Linked DNA regions of Macaca mulatta: region 1 is linked to region 2. Evidence: chromatin contacts called from public Hi-C data. All regions are on one chromosome and are shown on one strand. The core of a region is the stretch at or near the end of the contact, and the rest is flanking DNA. Distances in the headings are between cores, read along the strand shown.

The links. Hi-C and Micro-C count contacts between places; a contact is called where the count stands out from the background.
Region 1: a Hi-C map of cortical neurons shows a contact between it and region 2, with 4 times the contacts expected there. The contact joins the promoter of D2HGDH here to the promoter of DTYMK in region 2.

What each region holds. Positions count from the first base shown.
Region 1 is chr12:147,009,452-147,015,983 of T2T-MMU8v2.0, reverse strand. D2HGDH (D-2-hydroxyglutarate dehydrogenase) reads right to left here and starts at 3,167. Exons shown (of 11, transcript XM_077958143.1): 1 at 3,094-3,167; 2 at 2,835-2,977; 3 at 1,024-1,432. The coding sequence starts at 1,339. It also overlaps a transcript of ING5 not described here.
Region 2 is chr12:146,968,637-146,975,090 of T2T-MMU8v2.0, reverse strand. DTYMK (deoxythymidylate kinase) reads left to right here and starts at 4,832. Exons shown (of 5, transcript NM_001194775.2): 1 at 4,832-4,994; 2 at 5,777-5,885. The coding sequence starts at 4,865. It also overlaps a transcript of ING5 not described here.

The DNA of each region.
Region 1 (6,532 bases), core at 1,918-4,417, 43 kb before region 2:
TGTTTTTTTAATCCTGGGCTGGCTAATTTTATTTATTTATTTATTTATTTATTTATTTATTTATTTATTTATTTTTATTTTTAGAGACGATGGGGGAGAGGCGGCGGTGGGGGAGTCTTGCTACGTTGCCCAGGCTGGTCTTGAACTTCTGGCTTCAGCCTCCAGGGCAGCTGAGAATACTGGCAGAGCCACTGCGCCCGACAAAGTTGAGTTGCTGGCCGGGCGTTGTCGGAGTGGCTCACACATGTAATCCCAGCAATTTGGGAGGCAGAGGTGGACGGATCACGACGTCAAGAGATTGAGACCATCTTGGCCAATATGGTGAAACCCTGTCTCTACTAAAAATACAAAAATTAGTGGGACGTGGTGGCGGGCGCCTGTAGTTCCAGCTACTAGGGAGGCTGAGGCAGACGAATCACTTGAACCTGAGAGGCGGAGGTTGCAGTGAGCCGACATCGTGCCACTGCACTCCAGCCTGGCGACAGAGTAAGACTCCGTCTCAAAATAAAATAAAATAGGCCGGACGCGGTGGCTCAAGCTTGTAATCCCAGCACCTTGGGAGGCCGAGACGGGCGGATCACGAGGTCAGGAGATCGAGACCATCCTGACTAACCCGGTGAAACCCCGTCTCTACTAAAAAATACAAAAAACTAGCCGGGCGAGGTGGCGGGCGCCTGTATTCCCAGTTACTCGGGAGGCTGAGGCAGGAGAATGGCGTAAACCCGGGAGGCAGAGCTTGCAGTGAGCTGAGATCCAGCCACTGCACTCCAGCCCGGGCGACAGAGCGAGACTCCGTCTCAAAAAAAAAAAGAAAATAAAAGAAAATAAAAAAATAAAAACTTGGGTTGTTCTAAGCGACTCGTTCGTGGTCCTTTACTCCAGCAGCCTGTGGCGGTGCACACGCCCCTCTCAGCGCAGCCAGGGGCTGGCACCCCCACCCAGCTCGTTCTCAGCCCGATTTGAAGCCTCCACCAGAAGGCGCAGGAGAGCAGGCCCCGCCGCAGCTTCCCAAGCCTCACCCACCTCGCAGCGTCCGTATCCAGTCCACGTTGGGAGCCTGCAGCGCCTCCGGATCCGTGACGACCCCGCCGGGCACGATGCGCTCAAAGGCGGCCAGGTCCTGCTCAGACACCGTGGAGAACGGCAAGCGCCGCACGGGGTAGCGCTCCCGGGTCAGCGGCACCTCCGGGGTCCCGGGGGCGGAGCAGCAGCCCCTGCGGGCCAGGGGGCCAACCGGCCGACCCCAAGAACCCGCGGCTCCCGGGGCACAGGCCCCGCGCGGCCCCGGGGGACACCGGAACAACCACGCGGGCCGCGCCAGCAGCTGACGGGGCAGCATCGCCGCCGGGACGGAGGCCTCGGGCTCCTCCTTCCGGGCGAGGCCGGTACTCAGGGCCCGGGGGGCAAGGGCCGGGAGCTGCTGGCTGCGCGCCTGGAAATGGCCAAGGGGAATTTCACGTTTTATGCACATTGTACAACTTGAAAAACGCTTGCAGAAGCAGGGAGAGGGGCAGGAGGGCAGCCAAAGGGAAGGCTCCCAGCACCCGGGCCCTCCCCCGGCCCGGCCCGCAACCCCGCGAGCGCGCGAAGCCCCGCAGCCGGCCTGGACTTAGCGACACGCAGGCTCGCGGCGGCCTCGCCGGGACCTGCCCCGGACCCCAAGCCGCCACGCTCGCCCCCAAGGGGACCCCGCGGACGCGCGCGCCTTCCACGCGGTCACGTGACGAGCTGCAGTGCCGCCCCCACCCCCGCTCACAGGCACAGATTGGCTGGAGGCGCCCGAGATCGCGCCCCGCGACCCCCACCCGCCGTGGAACCGCAGCCCGGGAACCTCAGCCGAGCGCTCCGGGCGGCCGCGCGCACGCACCCGCGACCACGTCCCGGGCTCCAACCCTCAGCGCCCACCGCAGGCCCAGAGCCGCTAGGCCGGAGTGGGCGGGACGACGCCACGCCTGCGCATTGACGGCTCCGCCCTGCCATCGAAGCCCCGCCCCGCGCTCCTAACAGGTCCCGCCCCTCTCGTCATTCCCGCCCTCCATGCCCCGCCCCGCCATCCAAGCCCCGCCCCGACTGGCTTCGGAGGGTCAATCGCCGCTCCCTCGTCCTGCGTTCCCGGAGGGCCTCCGGCGTCCAGGCTGTCGGGCGCCTCCCTTCAGGTAGGGAAGGGACTAGGCTGAGCGCAGCCCAAGACGCCCAAGCAGCAGCCGGAGCGTTCTCCAGAACGAGGCCCGGTACGGGGGCTCGGCTGAGGGACCTGGGGGCCGGCCCGCTCCTCCGAGGCCGTGCCCAGGGGGCGCCCCTTTCGCCAGCGGCCTCCCTCCCCCAGCTCCTGCACGGACCACCCCTCCTGGGCCCCCAGCCTTAGCTTAGGGGGCAGCTGCCTCCTGCAGGTGTTTTCTTGCCTCCGTGTCCGCTTCCGCCTGTTCAGCCCTCCGTGCCCTCAAACCCTTCGCACACCTGGGGAGCTCCTGGCCTCCTGACGCAGTACCTGCTGTCCCGAGGAGCCTCCCGGCCTGGGCTCCTCTTCCTGAGGCATCGCCAGCACTTGTTTTGTGGGTTTTGGAGACAGGGTCTAGCTCTGTTGCCCAGGCTGGAGTTCCGGGGGTGATCTCAGCTCACTGCAACCTCTGCCTCCCGAGCTCAAACCGTCCTCCCACCTCGGCCACCCAAGTAGCTGGGACTACGGGCGTGTGCCACCACGCCCGGCTAATTTTTTGTTATTGTATTTTTGTAGAGATGGGGGGGGGGGTCTCATGTGCTGCCCAGGCTGGTCTCGAACTCCTGGACTCAAGCCATCCGCGCGACCTCCCAAAGTACTTGTTACTTCAGCTCACCCAATTCCATAGAACCAGAGGGTGCAGACGATGCAGATCTCTGAGCAGATGAGGGCAGAGAGCAGGAGCCCGCACTCGGTCCAGAGGCCAGACTGTGGAGCTGTGCAAGAGGCGGAGGCTACGCCCATGACAGCAGATGGGTCCTGGTAGTCACACAGAAAACCGGCATGCTGGATTTGTCCTGGTGATGAGGCTCTGGAGCAGCAGTTGAATGGAGTCATTCCCGTCCTCCTTAACCACATCCCCAAGGGCCACTCACCTTCTTCCCAGGTGAATCACCCATGCAGGGCTCTTCCAAGTCAGCAATGCATTTTGCCTTTGGACTACAACCCTGGGAAGGTGACGTCCACCTGGCCCTTCCTACCTGGCTGGCCCTTCCTCTGCAGGCCGGTGTGGGAGTTTCCCATTGTCAAGTGTGACTGTTTCAGTTACACATTCAGGAACTGGAAAGAACCACAGATGAGGTCTGTGGACCCCCTTACCACCCGACCTCCACACGCCCTCCTGTGGACCCCCTTGCCACCCGACCTCCACACGCCCTCCTGTGGACCCCCTTGCCACCCAACCTCCACACGCCCTCCTGTGGACCCCCTTACCACCTGACCTCCACACGCCCTCCCTCTGACTAGCAGGCCAGTGGCATCTTGGACCCCTGGGATTAGGAATGATTCAGAACTCATAAAGATTACCACCCATACCACCCCCTAAAATAACTGATTTTTCTGGCCAGGCACGGTGGCTTACGCCCGTAATCCCAGCACTTTAGGAGGCTGAGGCAGGTGGATCACCTGAGGTCGAGAGTTTGAGACCAACCTGGCCAAAATGGTGAAACCCTGTCTCTACCAACAATAAAAAAATTAGCCGGGCGTGGTGGTGGGCGCCTGTAATCCCAGCTACTCGGGAGACTGAGGCAAGAGAATGGCTTGAACCTGGGAGGCAGAGGTTGCAGTGAGCTGAGATCACACCATTGCGCTCCAGCCCTGGCTACAGAGTGAGACTCTGTCTCAAAACAAAACAAAAAAACAACTCTCTCAAAAAATAGTAACAACTGATTTTTCTTTTTCCCAGGGCACAGACCCCTGGCAAAGCCCACATGTACCCTTGGAGAATGCTTGGAGGAAAACATGGCATGTGCTGGTTTCAGTGTTGTGGGGCCCTTCCCCCAGCATCAGCCTCCTCTTCCAGCGAAGACGCTGGTCTGCAGATTGGTTTCACCTGGATGGTGGGTGAGGGGCCGACTGTACCTCGTGAGGACCAAGCTCTTCCCAGGTTCTGTTAATGCACTGCTCGAGGCAACGTTTTGAGACCCATCAGCTCCTATTAGGTTTGTGTCCCCCAGAATTCGTATGCGGAAGCTGTAACCCCCAATATGGCCATATTTGGAGATGGGACTTCTGAAGAAGTAATTAAGGTTAAAGTCAGTCACAAGGGTGGGGTCCTGATCCGACAGGACATGCGTCCGTAAAATAAGAGACACCAGAGAGCTCCCTCTCCCAGTCAGTCATGTCGGCACACGTGAGAAGGCAGTGTTGGCAACCCAAGGGAAGAGCCCTGGACAGGCACCAGACAACACCAGCACCTTAATCTTGGACTACCAATCTCCAGAAATAAGAGACATTTTTGTTAAGCCCCCCAGTCTGTGACATTGTGATAACCTGATACGGTTTGGATTTGTGTCTCCGCCCAAATCTTATGTTAAATTGTAATCCCCAATATTGAGGGAGGAGCCTGGTGGGAGGTGACTGGCTCATGGGGGCAGATTTCCCCCTTGCTGTTCTTGTGAAAATGAGTGAGCTCTCAGGAGACCTGCTTGTTTAAAAGCGTGGCACCTTTCCCCTCTGCTCCCTTTCTCTCCTGGTCCGCCATGGTAAAATGTGCTTGCTTCCCCTCCGCCTTCTGCCGTGATGTAAGTTTCCCGAGGCCTCCCCGCCATGCTTCCTGTACAGCCTGCAGAGCTGTGAGTCAATTAAACCTCATTTCTTTATAAATTACACAGTCTCAGGTTGTTCTTTCTGGCAATGCAAGAATGGACTAATACAGAGCCCAAGCTGACTCCAGCAGCTTCCAAAGGGCAAGTACAACACAGCAAGTCTTGCCCTTCCAGAGCAAGCACAGTACTCTCTTAGAGCAACTGCAGCATTCTCACACGTCTTCCTTGGAAGTGAACTTGAGCAACCACCCAAGGTAAGGCACAGGGTCCTCCGCAGACCCCCAGCCAGCAAGCTCCGCAAACCACTCTCCAATCACTGCATACCCCTTCAAAATTCAACTTCACACACTTGTCTCTGGGCACAATACTGACATTTTACACCCATTTCCCAGAATGATGCTGAATCATGGGGGTGGTTCCCCCATACCTTTCTCGTGGTAGTGAATGAGTCCCACGAGATCTGATGGTTTTATAAGGGGAAACCCCTTTCACTCGGCTCTCATTCTCTCTTGTCTGCCGCCATGTAAGATGTGCCTTTTGCCTCCTGCCATGATTGTGAGGCCTCCCCAGCCATGTGGAACTGAGGGTCCATTAGACCTCTTTTTCTGTCAGGCGCAGAGGCTCACGCCTGTAATCCCAACACTTTGGAAGGCTGAGGCAGGTGGATCACCTGAGGTCAGGAGTTCAAGATCAGCCTGGCCAACATGGCGAAACCCCATCTCTACTAAAAATACAACAATTAGCAGGGTGTGGTGGCGTGCTCCTGTACTCCTAGCTCCTCAGGAGGCTGAGGCAGGGGAATCGCTTGAACCCGGGAGGCAGAGGTTACAGTGAGCCGAGATCACGCAGTACCATTGCACTTCAGCCTGGGTGACAGAGCAAGAAGACTGTCTCAAAAAAAGAAAAAAGAAAATTTTTTTTTAAAGAACCCTCTTTTTCTTTATAAATTACCCAGTCTTGGGTATGTCTTTATCAGCAGCGTGAAAACGGGCTAATACAGATGCACTTTCAACTGTTTGTTCCAAAAAATACTTTATTTATTAAACAATATATCCATAATCTATAACATGATCCAAAAATACTGATATACATCTTTACATTATCTAATAAAAAGATTTACAATATTTCCTTTACAAAGGGAACATAGATAATAATTCCTTGAAAATAAAAATGTAACATTCATGTTAAAGCTGCGTCATCTTTTTGGATGAAATGTGGTTAAAGGTGAACACCACAAAATACAGAGGAAGAAAGAAACTCCAGTACAGTCTCTCCTGAATGGGAACATTTTCTCACATTTCCCCTGGCTTAAAATTCCTCTCAGCACAGGTATTGAAGGCCGATCACTGGTCACTGAAAATTTAGGAAAACCTAAGTCTTCAATGCCCATAATAAACATCTCTCACAGTTTTATTCTAAACCATGAAGACCTAACCTAGGACAGGGCAGACCCTCGGCTCTGTGGTCATGTGGGAAGCTGCTCTGGGCCAGCGTCACTGCTCAAAGCAGCCCCAGCCAGGGCTCCCAATGACAGGACAGGAGGCCAAGTACAGTGGGGCTGCTGGACAGAAGACAAGCTGGCCAGTGTCCCCATCTGTCCCGGCAAACTCTCCCACCGCCACTGGTCTGCACAGCTGCTGCTCGCTGCTCTAGGCAGACTGGAAAACACCCACGCCACAAAGCCCTGGCCAACAGTGAGACAGGTGGTCAGCTGCTGCTCAGGCGGCCACATAGGCCTCTACTCGGTGTCCCTGGCCAACAGTGGTCT
Region 2 (6,454 bases), core at 3,583-6,082:
CCCAAAGGGAAGGTTACACCAAGCGGCATGGCCACTGGTTGTGTTTTCCATACTTCGGCCAACCCTAGATTTCATCAGGCTTTAAAAATTTTTAACCTTCGCTAAACTCATGGGTGGGGGGGGAAGCCAACCTTAAATGTCTTAATCATATTTATTTCATTTTAAGTGAAGCTAAACATTTTTAAAACATATTTGTTGCCTATTTGTAGTTCTTCCATCCTTTTCTGCTTTATATCTTTTACTGACTCTTTTTTTTTTTTTTGAGACAGAGTCTCGCTCTGTCGCCCAGGCTGGAGTGCAGCAGTGCGATCTTGGCTCACTGCAAGCTCCGCCTCCCGGGTTCACGCCATTCTCCTGCCTCAGCCTCTCCAGTAGCTGGACTACAGGCGCCGCCACCACACCCGGCTAATTTTTTGTATTTTTAGTAGAGACGGGGTTTCACCGTGTTAGCCAGGATGGTCTCGATCTGCTGACCTCGTGATCCGCCCGCCTCGGCCTCCCAAAGTGCTGGGATTACAGGCGTGAGCCATCGCGCCCAGCCATCTTTTACTGATTCTCTATGTAGAAACTGGTCTTCATGTATTTTGTCTAAAAAAATATATTTATTATTAAGGGTTATTGGCCCTCACATATCATATATTAAATATAACTCTCCCAGAGACCAATTTGTCTTCTTTCATTCACACACACAAAACTGGCAAACACTTTTGAAGGGACCTTATTTTAGAAACTGCCAGAGAGGGCCAGGCACAGTGGCTCACGCCTGTAATCCCAATACTAAATTTAGGAGGCTGAGGCAGGTGGATCACCTGAGGTCAGGAGTTCCAGACCAGCCTGGCCAACATGGTGAAACTCCATCTCTACCGAAAATACAAAATTAGCTGGGCGTGGTGGTGGCACCTGTAATCTCAGCAACTTGGGAGGCTGAGGCAGGAGAATCCCTTGAACCTGGGAGGCAGAGTTTGCATTGAGCCGAGATTGCGCCATTGCACTCCAGTCTGGGCAACAAGAGCAAAACTCTGTCTGGAAAAAAAACAAAACAAAACTGCCAGAGAGATGGCTCGTGCCTGCTGTGGTCTGCTTAGAGCAAGTTTCTCAACCTTGGCACAAGGGACACTTTGGGTCTGATGACATTTCACTGTGTGGGGCCACATCATGCTTCATAGGATGTTTACCCAGCATCCCTGGCCTATACCCACTAGATGCTGTTAGTACCCCCATCCCAATCCAAATGTCCCCAGACCGAGGCTCTGTCTGGAGAAAAAAAAAAAAAAAAAAAGCAAGCAAGCAGAGAACCTAATGAACCCATGTGTCCACCTGCATCTTTCTGCAATTATCAGCCTGTGGCCAACTCCATTTCACCTATTATCTCTGACCACACAGACCCAGCATCCCACATTTCACCCATGAAGTGGATCTACTCGCCTATCGGGCCTCCAGGGTCTTGTGGAGTGACTCTCGCACCCATTGCTCCAGGACAGACAGTGCTGGAAATCAGGCTGAGGCTGTCAGCGTGGCAGTACGAAGGACACTGGATTCTCAGCCACATAGACCCTCCTACGCCCACGCCAGGACTGAGGTCAGCAGGCCGGGGTGTGGCGGTCATCCTGTGATCAGGCAGGAACACCAAGAGAACTGCTAGAATGTGGACCAACCTGATGTCCTGAGTCACAGAGCTCCTGCCTAACACTGGACTTCATGTAATGTCAGATGACTGAATACCTTAATGCTCTGAGCCACAGTGGGCTGGCTGGTATTCCGCTACCTGTGCTAAAAAGCATCCTACGAGAGGTACACCGTGCTGGAATAGGAAAAGTGTTTCTTGTATCTTATTAACACACTTCAAGATGCTCATGTGCTTCAGCAATCCCTGCAGTCAAAAGGGTCCTCCACTCCCCAGTACACAAGGCCCAGCCAGCCAGATTCCCTCCATCCTCACCTTCCTCCCGTCCCAGGGGAGCCAGGAAAGCCATGCATGCACCAACACGGATGCCCTGTGTTCCTCCTCATCAGCCTGCTGAGTCCTCCTGGACCTGACAAGAGGCAGTACTGCAGCCTCGCCCAGCCCCGGGAACGTGGTCTTCCTTACTACAATCCCCTTCATCCTTTGGAGGGCAACAAGATGGTATTTTATAAGGAGGTATCAATCAGAAAAAAGGGATATTACTTTGATTATCTATGTAAGAGAATAATAAGTACCATTCTTAGTACTTGTAAGCGTTCGCTAGGTTGTGCTGTGGTAACAAAGGATCCCGAAGTCTCAGTGACTCGAAATCACAATGGCTTACTTCTTGCTGACGGCTGTACTTCACGTGCCTTTGTTACAGGATCTGGGGTGAAAAATCAGCTCTCACTGTGCACATGCTGTGTTCATGCTGGGGGCAGAAAGGGAGGGACTAAACCACAAAACACCTTTTAGAGCTTCTGCCTGAACGGGGCACAAGACAGCAGAATACTTTACATCACCATTTGGAAGTCTCACAGCTAAGCTGGACGTCAAGGAAGGGCAGGCCGGGTGCGGTGGTTCACGTCTGTAATCCCAATACTTAAGGAGGCTGACATGGGTGGATCACCCGAGGTCAGGAGTTCGAGACCAGCCTGGCAAACATAGTGAAACCCCATCTCTACTAAAAATACAATAATTAGCTGGGCGTGGTGGCAGGCGCCTGTAATCTCAGCTACTTGGGAGTTGAGGCAGAATAGGCTGAACCTGGGAGGTGGAGGTTGCAGTGAGCCGAGATCATGCCATTGCACCCCATTCTGGGCCACAAGAGAGAAACTCCGTTTCAAAAAAAAAAAAAAAATTAAATTAAAAAATAAAATAAATTAAAAATACAAAAATTAGCCAGGCGGGTGGTGGCAGGCACCTATAATCCCAGCTACTCAGGAGGCTGAGGCAGGAGAATCGCTTGAACCTGGCAAGTGGAGGTTGCAGTAAGCCGAGATTGCGCCAATGCACTCCAGCCTGGGCGACAGAGCAGGACTCCATCTCAAAAAAAATAAAAATAAAAGTAAATTAAAAAGGAAAAAAGGGCATAACTGGTAATAATAATATAACCCACATCCTTCCAGAACCCCAAACTGAATTGGGCAGGGTTCAGCTACTGGAAAACACAAAGCTACTCTAGGTATGCAGTGATAATGGGCTTACACAAAGGCTGGGAGCAAAGTCAGGGAAATTGTTGCCAATGACCTCAGCCCAAAGCACTGAAGTGGGTGGAGGTCTCAAGAGCTCATGGCAAAGCCAATGCAAACTCAACACTAGAAAGCTACCAGCAATCTCTTGGTCTACATCAGTGAGGCAGGTGGTTCTCAAAAGCTCATTAGCAAACAGCCTTGAATTTCATCTATATTTCTGGCTGAGAGTGCCTCCCAAGAATAATCACCTCCAAAGGTATGAGTGCCTCTCTCTGGCAGGCTGTAATACAGAGCTACACAGATGATTCTGGGAAATGCAGTTCCTACCTTTTCTTCTGCTAAGCAGAAAGTGAGGTCTAGCTGACAACCGACAATTTGGCACATAAAGATAGTAATTTAGGTATCTAAAATAACAAAAAGTCTCATCTGAGAAATGTCCAGGCAGCCAGATATCCCTAAGATAACAGCAAACACGACTGAGCGCTTTCTAGATGCCAGGGACACTTCGCGGGACTTTTTCCACCTCTCTATAGCAGAGACAGTTTTTCCTCTTACCATCATGACCCACATTTCAGAGGAGTTGGAGGCATGGAAAGAGGAAACAACTTGCCCGTTCTCTCTCCGTGCTATAATTTGTATACATCATCTTTTAAAACGGACTTTTTGGCCTGGCGCGGTGGCTCACGCCTGTAATCCCAGCACTTTGGGAGGCCGAGGCGGAGGATCACGAGGTCAGGAGATCGAGACCATCCTGGCTAACACGGTGAAATCCCGCCTCTACTAAAAATACACAAAATTAGCCGGGTGTGGTGGCGGCGCCTGTAGTCCCAGCTACTCGGGAGGCTGAGGCAGGAGAATGGCTTGAACCCGGGAGGCGGAGGTTGCAGTGAGCCGAGATCGCGCCACTGCACTCCAGCCTGGGCGGCAGAGCGAGACTCCGTCTCAAACAAAAGAACAACAAAAAACAACAACAAAACAACAACACAAACACACACACGGACTTTTCAGAGCCCTGCAGTTTTGCGCTTCAGGAACAATGGTGAACATTTATCAACCCCACGGTTTTACTACAACTGCCAGGTAGCCAGTGTCTACACAGCCCCCTATCCTGCCCCTGCTGTCAAACACAGCGTTTCCAGAACGCAGTCGGGGTGGGCTCCAGGTGAGCTCTGGGAGGCGCCCCGGCTGAGCCTGGGCACTGGGCCCCGCGCTTCGGAAGGCATCTCGCTCGTGCGTCTCGCGCGCCGCGGGACCGGAGTCCTCGCGCGTGCAGCGGGCACCGCAGGGCCGTGAGTCGGGCCCGCTGCGCGCAGCCAGGAGCCAACGAGAGGCGACGCTGCCCGGGCAGCGCCCGGGAGCCCCTCCGACCCTGCCCCCCGCTCGTCCGCGCCCTGACCCAGCGTCTGCAGCCATCCAGCCCGCGCGGCGTCACCGGCTCTCCCGAAGCGAAAGGCTCTGCTAGCCCGAGGACGGAGGCCCGCACGGGACACGGGGCACCGGTTTCCGCCCCGGAAGCCCAGGACGCTGCTCCAGTGCCGGCAAGGCCCAGGGCGCAGGCGCGAGTGTCGGTCCCACAGCGCGTCGCCCTCGCCCCAGCCCCGGCCAATCCCTTCGAATCCGGCTGAGGCCGGGAAATGCGAGCCAATCACGGTGCGCGCTGTTGATGCCGGCCAATGGGAGCTCCGGAAGGAGGTGTGGAGACGCAGGGGGCGGGCGGTGGACAGTCATGGCGGCCCGGCGCGGGGCTCTCATAGTGCTGGAGGGCGTGGACCGCGCGGGGAAGAGCACGCAGAGCCGCAAGCTGGTGGAAACGCTGTGCGCCGCGGGCCACCGCGCCGAACTGCTCCGGTTCCCGGGTGGGTGCGCGCGGCGGGTGGGGGTGCGCGGCGGCTTTCGGCGCCTCTGCCTTCCCAGGGACTCTTTGCTCCTAAGCTTAGTTGCCTGCGGTCGACGTGCTGTGAACTGCGCGGTTTTTATTTTAAAAGATGGGCTCTCGCCGTGTCGGCCAGGCTGGAATGCAGTGGCGCCATCTCGGCTCACGGCAGCCTGGACCTCCCGGGCTCAAGCGATCCTCCCGCCTCAGCCTCCCGAGTAGCCGGGATCACAGGCGCGCGCCACCGCCCCCGGCCCACGCCGCGTGTCTTGAAGTGCGGGGTATGGTGATGACTGACGTGTAAACCCGCGCGAAACCGTGGTCTCGACCCCAAAAGTTTCCTCCAGTTCTTTTGTAGTCCATGTGTCATTTTTGTGGATGTTTCGGGTGTTGTGTTTTGTTTGATGACTGTTCGCGCTTTCAGGGGTTTTATAGCATATATTTTAAAGTTTTCAAGTGAAGCATTGACCTTAATCCTAGGCCACCCAGTCCACAAATTTTATAAATGCTTGCTTTGAAGTCTCCACTTTCTTCCCGAGTTCTTTTTTCCTAAAGCATTTTTCATCCCAGCTTGTCTGCAGATTGCTGTTCTTTCTCAGAGAAATTCCTTTGACTTCCGCAGAAGAGCCAAACCTGTCTAGAGATTTAGTAAAGTAAAACTCAAAGTGAGACTTGAGTCCAGGAGAAATTCAGCCCAAACTATATTGTCATGTAGAGGGAAAGCCTGATCTCACTTGTATTTTGTGTGTTTCTCTTTTTTTCTAGAAAGATCAACGGAAATCGGCAAACTTCTGAGTTCCTACTTGGAAAAGAAAAGTGACGTGGAGGATCACGCGGTGCACCTGCTTTTTTCTGCAAATCGCTGGGAACAAGTGTAAAAACCATTGTACATTGCTGCCCCTGCCCCGGCCACTTTCCTTCCTCCTGAGATACAGTGAATGCCGCACTTGATTCTGAATGACAATGACAGTCATGCTAGGGCCTCAGGTTCTTTTATTTAGCAGTCCTGTGATCAGAGGTGGTGAAGCCCCTAGTTCCCAAAGGGCACTAACGAATGCTGTTTCTTCCTCCTGCTCCCCACACCCCATAACTAATAGACTTAAGTTTTTCGGATTTTTTTAGACGGAGTTTCACTCTGTCACCAGGCAGAGGTGCGATCTCGGCTCACTGCAATCTCTGCCTCTCGGGTTCAGGGGATTCTCCTGCCTCAGCCTCCCGACTAGCTGGGACTACAGGCGCGTGCCACCACAGCCAGCTAATTTTTGTATTTTTAATTTATTTTATTTTTTAATTTAATTTTTGTATTTTTAGTAGAGACAGGGTTTCACGGTGTTGGCCAGGATGGTCTCTCTTGACCTTGTGATCTGCCTGCCTTGACCTCCTAAAGTTCTGGGATTACAGCAGGTGTGAGCCACCACACCTGGCCCTTTTTTTTTTTTATTT